2 separate regions of the Mus musculus genome follow, and region 2 is linked to region 1. Evidence: chromatin contacts called from public Hi-C data. All regions are on one chromosome and are shown on one strand. The core of a region is the stretch at or near the end of the contact, and the rest is flanking DNA. Distances in the headings are between cores, read along the strand shown.

Region 1 (4,182 bases), core at 860-3,359:
GGTACATACAGACATGCAGGCACTCATATACATAAAATGAAAAATTTAAAGTTAATTTGCTTTATCTGTTCATCCCCAGATCTGAACTATTACTCTTCCATGAGGGAAGAGGTAAGTTCCCTTTGCAAAATGGACTCTAGGTTAACGTCTGGAAAGCTGGCTCTGGTTGTATTTAAAACATTTATCAGAGCTACAAAGTTGAGTACTGGACCAGCCTGGGCTAGAAAAAAAGAAAGGGCAACTTTGTGATATGCTAGTACAGGTGCTCATGTGCCACTCCAGGGCAGCTCCCAGGATCAGATCTCTCTGCTATGTGGATTCCAGACTCCGGTCAGACTGAGTAGAGAAAACCCACTGAGCCATCTTGCCAGCCCAAATCATCGTTTTAATAAGTGGTGTCACTGCCCTGAATTCTACCAATCATAACTTCTGTGATTTTGCCTGTATTCTACCCAAAGTACCACTGGTCACGTGGTCACATGGCACTCTATGTGGCAGTTGATGCAAACCACAGTAATTTACCAAATGTAGTTTTGGAAATTTTTCTATGGAAAGGACAAAAATCCCTTAGAATAAGATGTACAGGTGTTTTCTCTGAAAGTATGTATGTGTATCTCATGTGTGTGCCTGGTACCAACCAGGCCAGAAGAGTGTGACAGATCCCTGGGACTGGAAGAACAAACAGTTGTTAACAGCTATGCAGGTGCTGGGAATCAGCTAGTGATCTTGATTTCCAAGTCATTTCTCCAACCTAAGAAATGTAAGGGTCTCAACTTGTGGCTCATGGCCTCTTGAAGTTGCATGTAGGTATTTGCATTACAACTCATAATGGTAGCAAATTTAGTTATGAAGTAGCAACAAAATAATTTTAGGGTTGTGGGGAGGTCACCATAGCATAAGGACCTGTATTAAAGGGTCACAGTGAGAATCACTTTCCTGAGGGCAAGAAAGAAGTCAGGAGCTCTCTCTTCACCAGAGGTTACTGTGGTCAAAACTCAGAGATGAACCAAGAAAAAAATTCACCATTTCTCCAAATCCTTCATTTAATATCAGGTAATGCTTCAACTCACACACACAGTATTCATATCATAGAGAAGAGGGCCCCAAGGGCCCCTGAGTGAGTCATGCATGATGCAGTAAATAAAGTCTTGGCCCAACCCAGAGAAATCGGTCACTGTCTTAGAAGGAGGATACCACACTCTTTCTCCTCATTTTTCCTTCCTAGATGGACTTAGTCCATGGAAGAAGAAAATTTCAATCAGTGGAACTGAGGAGGCCCTGGAGGGTAGATCAGGTTGTAGTTTTATAAAATATGTTTTAAGAAAAAATAGGCCAGGCCTCCCTGCAGCAGCCCAGATGTTGGCTGGTCCAGTGGCCTGGACTCTGTAGCTAGAGGGGAAGGGTGACTGCTGGGCACTGGGGCAGGTCTAGGATGGAGCAGCAGAAGACCTTCCTGTGAACATGAACATAAATGGCCGCTCCCCCTTAGCCCAGTGGCGCTGCAGGGAAGCTGCTGAGAGCCACAGCTGTGCACGTGTCCAGCGAGACCAATTATGGAGACTAATGCAGTGAGTTAATTAAGTCGTTCATTGAGGGCTTAGTTTTCAGAGACAAGAAAAAACAAACTTCACCCCTTAAGCAGATACACTCCACTCTACCCAATTATCTGTAACAAATGCTTCATCTCAAAAAACCATAGACCTTGGCTCCTGCCAAGGCTTAAGTGCAGGAAACAGCGAGTAATCCAGCTCTTCTCTTCTAGCCCAAGCCCTAGTCAGCAAGACGGTTGCAGATCTCGGAGACAGACATCTGCGGTGAGGAAGGCAGCTATTGAAGTTCAGGAGCAAGAGACAGTTTGCAGTCAGTGCTGTCAGTTCCCTTTTCTACTGATGTCTTCTTCCTTCAGGGCAAACTTCCTCCTGAGGACCTCAGAGATGAGGACAGCAGGGTCTTCTTCCTTCAGTAAACTCCGGCTCCTGAGACACAAGAACCTGTATTTAGGGAGCCCTTGCTCTGTTCTGGGTCATGGTGTATGTGCACTCTTTACCCTGAATCTTCACAGCAGCTCTGGGAAGCACTTACCAGCGCATGTTCCCACGCCTATGGAAGATTCGGCACGCAGAGCTGGAGTTACAGTCTCTGTTTGGCCTACCTGATCTGGACCCATCTCTTAACTAGAATGCCTATATTTCTTACACAGCTACAAAATATGGGTAAAATCAAGGCCTATCAATTAGTTGGAGTTCTGATCTTATCTCAAAAGGGTCTTCAGTAAATGACTGATGGCTCAGCCATTCTGATCCTTACTAGTCCTGGAGACACGACATCCTGGAGATCTTTTACCACCATCTTCCCTTAAGTGAGCTGTTTGGTTGTGGGTTCCTCCCAACCCCCGCCCTTAAAAGACCAAAATCATCTACATTATAAGGAACTGTGGGAACAAATTGAACTCTAAAGTAGGCACACATTTATATAAAAGAGCATCCTGGATGCTCTGGAAATAGTTGTCTGAAGCTGCTAATTTTTACACTTATCTCCTGAAGGTGTAATTTAACTGGTCTTTGAAGAAATACCTGAAGGTCAAAGATTAACTTCAAATCTGAAAGTAAAACAAGGATTGTCTTTGGTCTATCACATTATCTGAACTTTTGCTGACCTGGCTAACGGAATCATTCTTTCTTCTATTAGAGAAAAAGATGCCAAGACACATGTGGGACAGGTTTGGCAATGGTTTGGATATAATTTGCTCTAAGAAGCCAAATACTAGAAGCTGAGCTGGTGACAAATGTCTCTGTTTGTAGAACTCGGGAAGCAGAGGCTGAAGGACCACAAGTTCAAGACCAGCTTGAGCTACACAGACAAGAGGCAAGGTTTAGAACAATGAGTAGAAGAAAAGGGGATCAAGCTGGGTGTGGTGGTGCTTTAATCCCAGCACTCGGGAGGCAGAGGCAGGCGGATTTCTGAGTTTGAGGCCAGCCTGGTCTACAGAGTGAGTTCCAGATCAGCCAGGACGACACAGAGAAACCCTGTCTTGAAAAACAACAACAAAAAAAAAAAAAAAAAAAGAGAGAAAAGAAAAGGGGATCAGGGTCAACCAAAACGAAGTGACGCAGCAGCTGAATTTGGGGGAGTAAGAGATCAGAGAACCCTTACGTGTCAGATAGGAAGGCTGGAGTGGCAAGCTTTTTGCCCAGCACTCACAAGGACAGTTATACTGGGCACCCACCACCAAGTTCCACCTCCAACTAAGGTGCTCAAGAACAAGGCCCTCGGGGCTGGTGAGATGGCTCAGTGGGTAGGAGCACCCGATTGCTCTTCCGAAGGTCCGAAGTTCAGATCCCAGCAACCACACGGTGGCTCACAACCACCCGTAATGAGATCTGATGCCCTCTTCTGGTGCGTCTGAAGACAGCTACAGTGTACTTACATATAATAAATAAATGAATAAATCTTTAAAAAAAAAAAAAAAAAAAAAGAACAAGGCCCTCTGTAGAGTCACTCGGTACATCTGGAGCAGCTGTGAAGGACAGGATCCCCCAGGCAGCTGCAGAGCTTGTCTAGCAGGAAGCTTCTCAGGGGCTCCGAGAATGGCCTTGCTTCAAACTCCAGGCCTGCTCAAATTCCCTCAGGCTTGAACAAAGTCCCACAGCTTCATTCTCTGGGCATTCTGCTTTGTAAGTTTAATGTGTACAAATCAGGGCCGGGCGTGGTGGCTCACGCCTTTGATCCCAGCACTTGGGAGGTAGAGGCAGGCAGAACTCTGAAAATTCAAGGCCAGCCTGGGCTTTACAGGAGGACCTTGTCTCAAAACACAAACCAACCAACAAACACCGCCCTAAATCAGTTTTGGTAAGCAGCCAGATTTATATGAATTTTACATAATATATTTTATATATGAAGGCACGAGGTGGTGGCAAATGCCTTTAATCTCAGCACTCAGGTGCAGAGGCAGCCTGGTCTACAGAGGAGTTCCAGGACAGCCAGGGCTACACAGAAAAACCCTGTTTTTTTAAATCTAAAAACAAAGCTTGGTTCTCAAGTCCCTGAACTTGAAGGTTTTGCATTATACAGTACTATTTATGAGTGCAAGTGCCTGCAGAAAGCAGCTAGAGATGTAAGATCCTGAGCTGGAGTTACAGATAGTTGTACTGTGGGTACTGGGAATCAAACTTGGGTCCTTTG
Region 2 (4,182 bases), core at 1,158-3,657, 270 kb after region 1:
TGGTAAGTTCAGGAGGAAAACATCTCAGATGTGGTAACTGGTTAGAGCAGTCTCCCTCTATGCTGTCCTGAGAAAAGGGCGTGGCTCCAGAGTTAATCACTTGCTGAACGCGCCTCCCAGTGCCATCACTTGGGGGCTGGGATGTCAACATAGGAACTAGGCAGAGACATGCATATTTGGACCTTGGCAAGGTCCTGAATCTCCTTCCTAGGTTCCTGATCTCTAGCCTGGAGTTCGGCCACAGGGGACCTGAGCAGGCACTTTCTCTGTGTAAGTCCTTTTGGCTGTAGTAACAAGCAGCCCTAGATTTTCCTGACTGACACAGGAAGACAGTCCTGTGTCACCACCAGACCTGAGGGCTGGCTTTGACTTCCCCCAGCTGTCCCTCTTCTTAACCAGGACAACTGTTCTTGTAGAAAGCAGGAGGCTGAGTTCCAGATATATTTGACACTTCTGCTCTTGGCCACAACTTAGTACAGGCCACAGCAAGGAGGGACGGAGTTATTATCCCTGCCTGATGGTGAGGGAGCCCGTGGTCCCTGTGGGGAGCCATGCCCATCCACCTGGGCCTCAGAGGCAGCTCTGACTCTCACCAGCCCAGAACACACAGACTCATGGCAGGGGCAGCTCCTGCCAGCCAACTGCCCTGCTGGCTGGCTGCTTTCTCTCTCTGGCTGGCTTCCTCACCTTTCCTGACAGCACAGTGCTTGCTCTGCCTCTGTCCCCTTTGAGCTTCTCCTGGCCACAGATCCTATGGTTTATTATCGGAAAACCTGAGATAAAGCCAGTTATGGTGGTGCATGCCTGTGGTCCCAGCTATGTCAGAAGCTTGAGGCCAGAGGACCACTTGAACCCAGGAATTTGAGGCCAGCTTGGGCAAGACAGCAAAGGAGAGCAAGCCTCAGTCGATGAAGCCTACAAATCACCAATGCAGGTGATGTTCACGGACCTTCTTGGGCTAGGTGACATTGGTAAACATCACTGTAAGAGATGTGACTGAGAGAAATGGAGGCTGGGGCCTAGAGAGAAGCTCAGTGACTGGGGGAAGTGAGAGACCGAGTCTAGCTCCAACTTCTCCAGCTCCAGCCACCAGAATTTATTTCCTCTGAGGCCCCAAGTCACCGGGACAGAAGGTCGCTCTCAAGCCCTGTCCTCTAGTCCGTTTTCCAACCCTGCTGCCAAAAACCACACAGCTCAATTCAGCCCAGATGTCAGGTTGGTAGAAAAGGGCATGATACCAGGCCCTAGGTAATCCACCAAGCAGGCAGAGTGGGAGCCACGGCCCCGCCTCTCCCAGGGCCTGCAGGGAGTACAGAAGTGGGCTGGGTATGCAGGTGTTTGAACAGACACTCCAAATCCTTGGCCAGGTATGGTCCAAGAGCCCACAGTAGCAGCACTCAGAGGCAGAAGGGATGGGGATTGTGGCTAGCCTGCTCTACACAGAGACACAGTTTCAAAAACAAATGTATCAGGCATGGGAGCTCAAGCCTGTCTGTCATCCCAGCTGTTGAGATGCCAAAGCGGTGGGTAACAGAGTTCAAGGCCAGCCTGGACGCTACATAGCAAGATACTATCTCTAAATGGATTACAGATAGATAGACAGACAGATGATAATCAATAGATAAATACATAGTTGACAGATAAATGATAGATGATTGATAGAACTTGCTCTCTCTCTCTCTCTCTCTCTCTCTCTCTCTCTCTCATTTCAAGGCAGGGTTTCTCTGTGTAGCCCCAGCTGTCGTGGAACCTGCTCTGTCAACCAGGCTGTCCTCGAACTCACAGAGCTCTGCCTACCTCTGCCTTCCAAGTGCTGAGATTAAAGGCACTTGCCACCATCACCCGCATCACCTGGCTCTCCCAATTTTAAATGTCTGAGATTCTATGCAACTCAAACAGTATGTCCACAGCCACGGGAGCAGAGGGGGGCACCTCTGAGGTTAAATACCTTGGCCTACTCCCCGCCACTCGGCTGTGGATGTTCCTAGCATTTCAGAACAGCCATGTGTGAACGAGTGGATCACTGTCCTTGGGCAGTCTGAACCCAAACACTCTGAACTCCAACTCTGGGGACAGTGCACTGCTGAGGTGACAAGACAAACCCTCAGCTACCTTGAGCACTCGGACGACTGTGACCCCACTAACTTTCTCCCTCAGGCAGACACCCCAGGAGAACTAACAGCTGGGGGTAAGTGCTAGAGGGACTTCCCTTAGGCTGCATAGCTCCTTTCTGAGTCGTTCTCCCCCTCCCTCTTCTTCCTTCTCCTCCCTCTTCTCCCTTCTCCTCCCTCTTCTCCCTTCTCCTCCCTCTCCTCCCTTCTCCTCCCTCTCCTCCCTCTTCCCCTCCTCCTATTATTGTGCATGTGACCAAAAGTGCAAAGGCGCCAAGGCAGGCATGGTGGTCAGAGGTCAATGCTCCGTAGTCAGTTTTCTGCTTCTGTCATGGAATTTGGGGATCAAGGTCAGGTCCTGAAGGCTTACATAGCAAGCACTTTCACCCCCTGAATCATTTCACCACTCTCCTTCCTTCTTTTCTTCCCTTGATTTGTCTTTCAATTACATTTAAACTGTTTTAAAATTCATTTATTATGAAAGTAATCAGGTTTACTGTTGGAAATTTGGGGATATATACCAGTGGGAGGGAAGCCAGGGAAGCCTTCCTCACTAGTAAGCTGCATCTATCCAGTACCTGGCCACTCAGCACCCCTAGGAGGTGACTTGGTGTTTGTCAGTGACAGACTCTGTAGCAAAGTCTTTAGGGAAGAGCCTCCCATGCCCAGCTGAGCTGGCGGGTGGGGAGTAGCCAGGGCTGAGATAGCCTGCGCCCTCTGCTGGCAGCTGGTGGACATGGCTTCAGGCAGCGGTTCAGGTCAGTGGCTCTCAGAGGTTCTCAGATTCAGTTGGGGCTGGAGAGGGGAACCGAAGGACTAGTGCAGGTTTAGGGTCCAGCCATGGTGTCACAGGTAAAGAGCCTGTAGCCAAACCTGGTACCTACAGGAGCCCACTCTGACATCTACACATCTGCTGTGACTCACCTCCTTCAGCCCCATCCCAGGAAATAAACGTGAAAGGAAATAAAACGTAACTACAGGTTTCAGGTCAAACTCACTAAAGGTCCTGCCACCCTCAGTTCCACATCCCCGTTATCTCCACTGTATCCAGACTGCACTGCTAAGAACGAGGACAGAGCAGCTTCCAGAAGATGCTCATCTTTTTTTTTTTAATTTAATTTTATTTTTTTAAATTATTTTTGACAATGCTCATCTTGACTTCTTGCACAGGTAAGCCTTAGATGCTTTCGAGAAGTACTACAGAGAGCAACTCCAGGCTCTAGAGAGCCCAGCCCAAGGAGGACTGAGCTTGAACAGCGAGCAAGGGCAGAGGAGCTGAGACGGGAGAAGGCAGAGCTGTTCAGAGCCAGCCAAGGAAGGAAGGAGGCAAGAAGAGCATGGTACCCTTGGGAGAACTAAGATTGTTGGACTGTGTCAGCCAGAATCCTTCCTGGAGGAAGGACCAGAAAAAGCCTAACTTGTTCTCCGAGCACCGGGCTGTTGAAGGAATCTTCGCGCCTTGCTAAAACAAGCAGACACTTGTGGGGGAAATCTGACAAGAAACACAGGAAAGCAGACAGGCAGATGGGAGACATGGTGAATAGGCTCCTTCTGCTCTCTGCCTGTCCTGGAGGCAGTCTGTTTAGACTCGTCTAAAACCCTGCAGTATGGCACTGTTTCAAGATGCTCCAATAGGACGACACACACACTTCAGGTCCCTCGCTTGGGCGTTTACCTGCCCTGGGTCCCTGGGTGATGATGCTGACCTGCTTTGATCAGCCATTGCTGGGCAGCAAAGGAGACTCCATCCTCCTAGCCTGGGCTTCCAGCTGGAGGGAGGGAGGGAGGGGACAGACATGGAGAGAGACAGAGGCAGGATCTCTTGTATTCCACTTTGGTCTACATAGCCAGTTCCATGGGCCAGTCAAGAGCTACATGGTGAGACTTATCTCAAAACAAGAAGTAGGGTTTAGAGATCTTCACCTCCTTCAGCCCTCAGCAGCTAAGCTCTTCATTCTAAAATCCCAAAAGCCTAAAGAGGGGCTTGGGGCTGTCACTCAGGATAGGGCTCCGCAGGTGACCTTATTAAAATGCAGGGTCAGATGAGCGTGAGGGCCTGGGCCACGGAGGC

What was found. Hi-C and Micro-C count contacts between places; a contact is called where the count stands out from the background.
Region 2: a contact with region 1 is called in a Hi-C map of bone marrow-derived macrophages, with 21 read pairs. The contact joins two enhancer-like sites. A contact is called at or near these places in 14 of 39 promoter capture datasets (the 3T3-L1 cell line, 3T3-L1-derived adipocytes, the C10 cell line and 8 more), 17 of 484 Hi-C or Micro-C datasets (CD4 T cells, the MNK3 cell line, Th1 cells and 12 more), 17 of 115 datasets of contacts at active chromatin or transcription factors (the SCID.adh cell line, astrocytes, bone marrow-derived macrophages and 11 more) and 3 of 9 other capture datasets (adipose tissue, liver and macrophages).

Annotation. Positions count from the first base shown.
Region 1 is chr4:134,524,537-134,528,718 of GRCm38.p6, forward strand. It overlaps Mtfr1l (mitochondrial fission regulator 1-like), which reads right to left. Exons shown (of 7, transcript NM_029759.4): 7 at 1,019-1,976. The coding sequence ends at 1,871. Among named protein-coding and RNA genes, the nearest start is that of Mtfr1l, 8.8 kb to the right of the region's middle. Within about 2 kb of position 2,110, at least 29 of the 459 cell types and tissues checked have an H3K27ac peak or open chromatin away from gene starts, as enhancers often do. A contact at or near this core is called in bone marrow-derived macrophages, where this site is marked.
Region 2 is chr4:134,796,669-134,800,850 of GRCm38.p6, forward strand. No RefSeq gene overlaps it. Among named protein-coding and RNA genes, the nearest start is that of Ldlrap1, 31 kb to the left of the region's middle. Within about 2 kb of position 2,408, at least 33 of the 459 cell types and tissues checked have an H3K27ac peak or open chromatin away from gene starts, as enhancers often do. A contact at or near this core is called in bone marrow-derived macrophages, where this site is marked.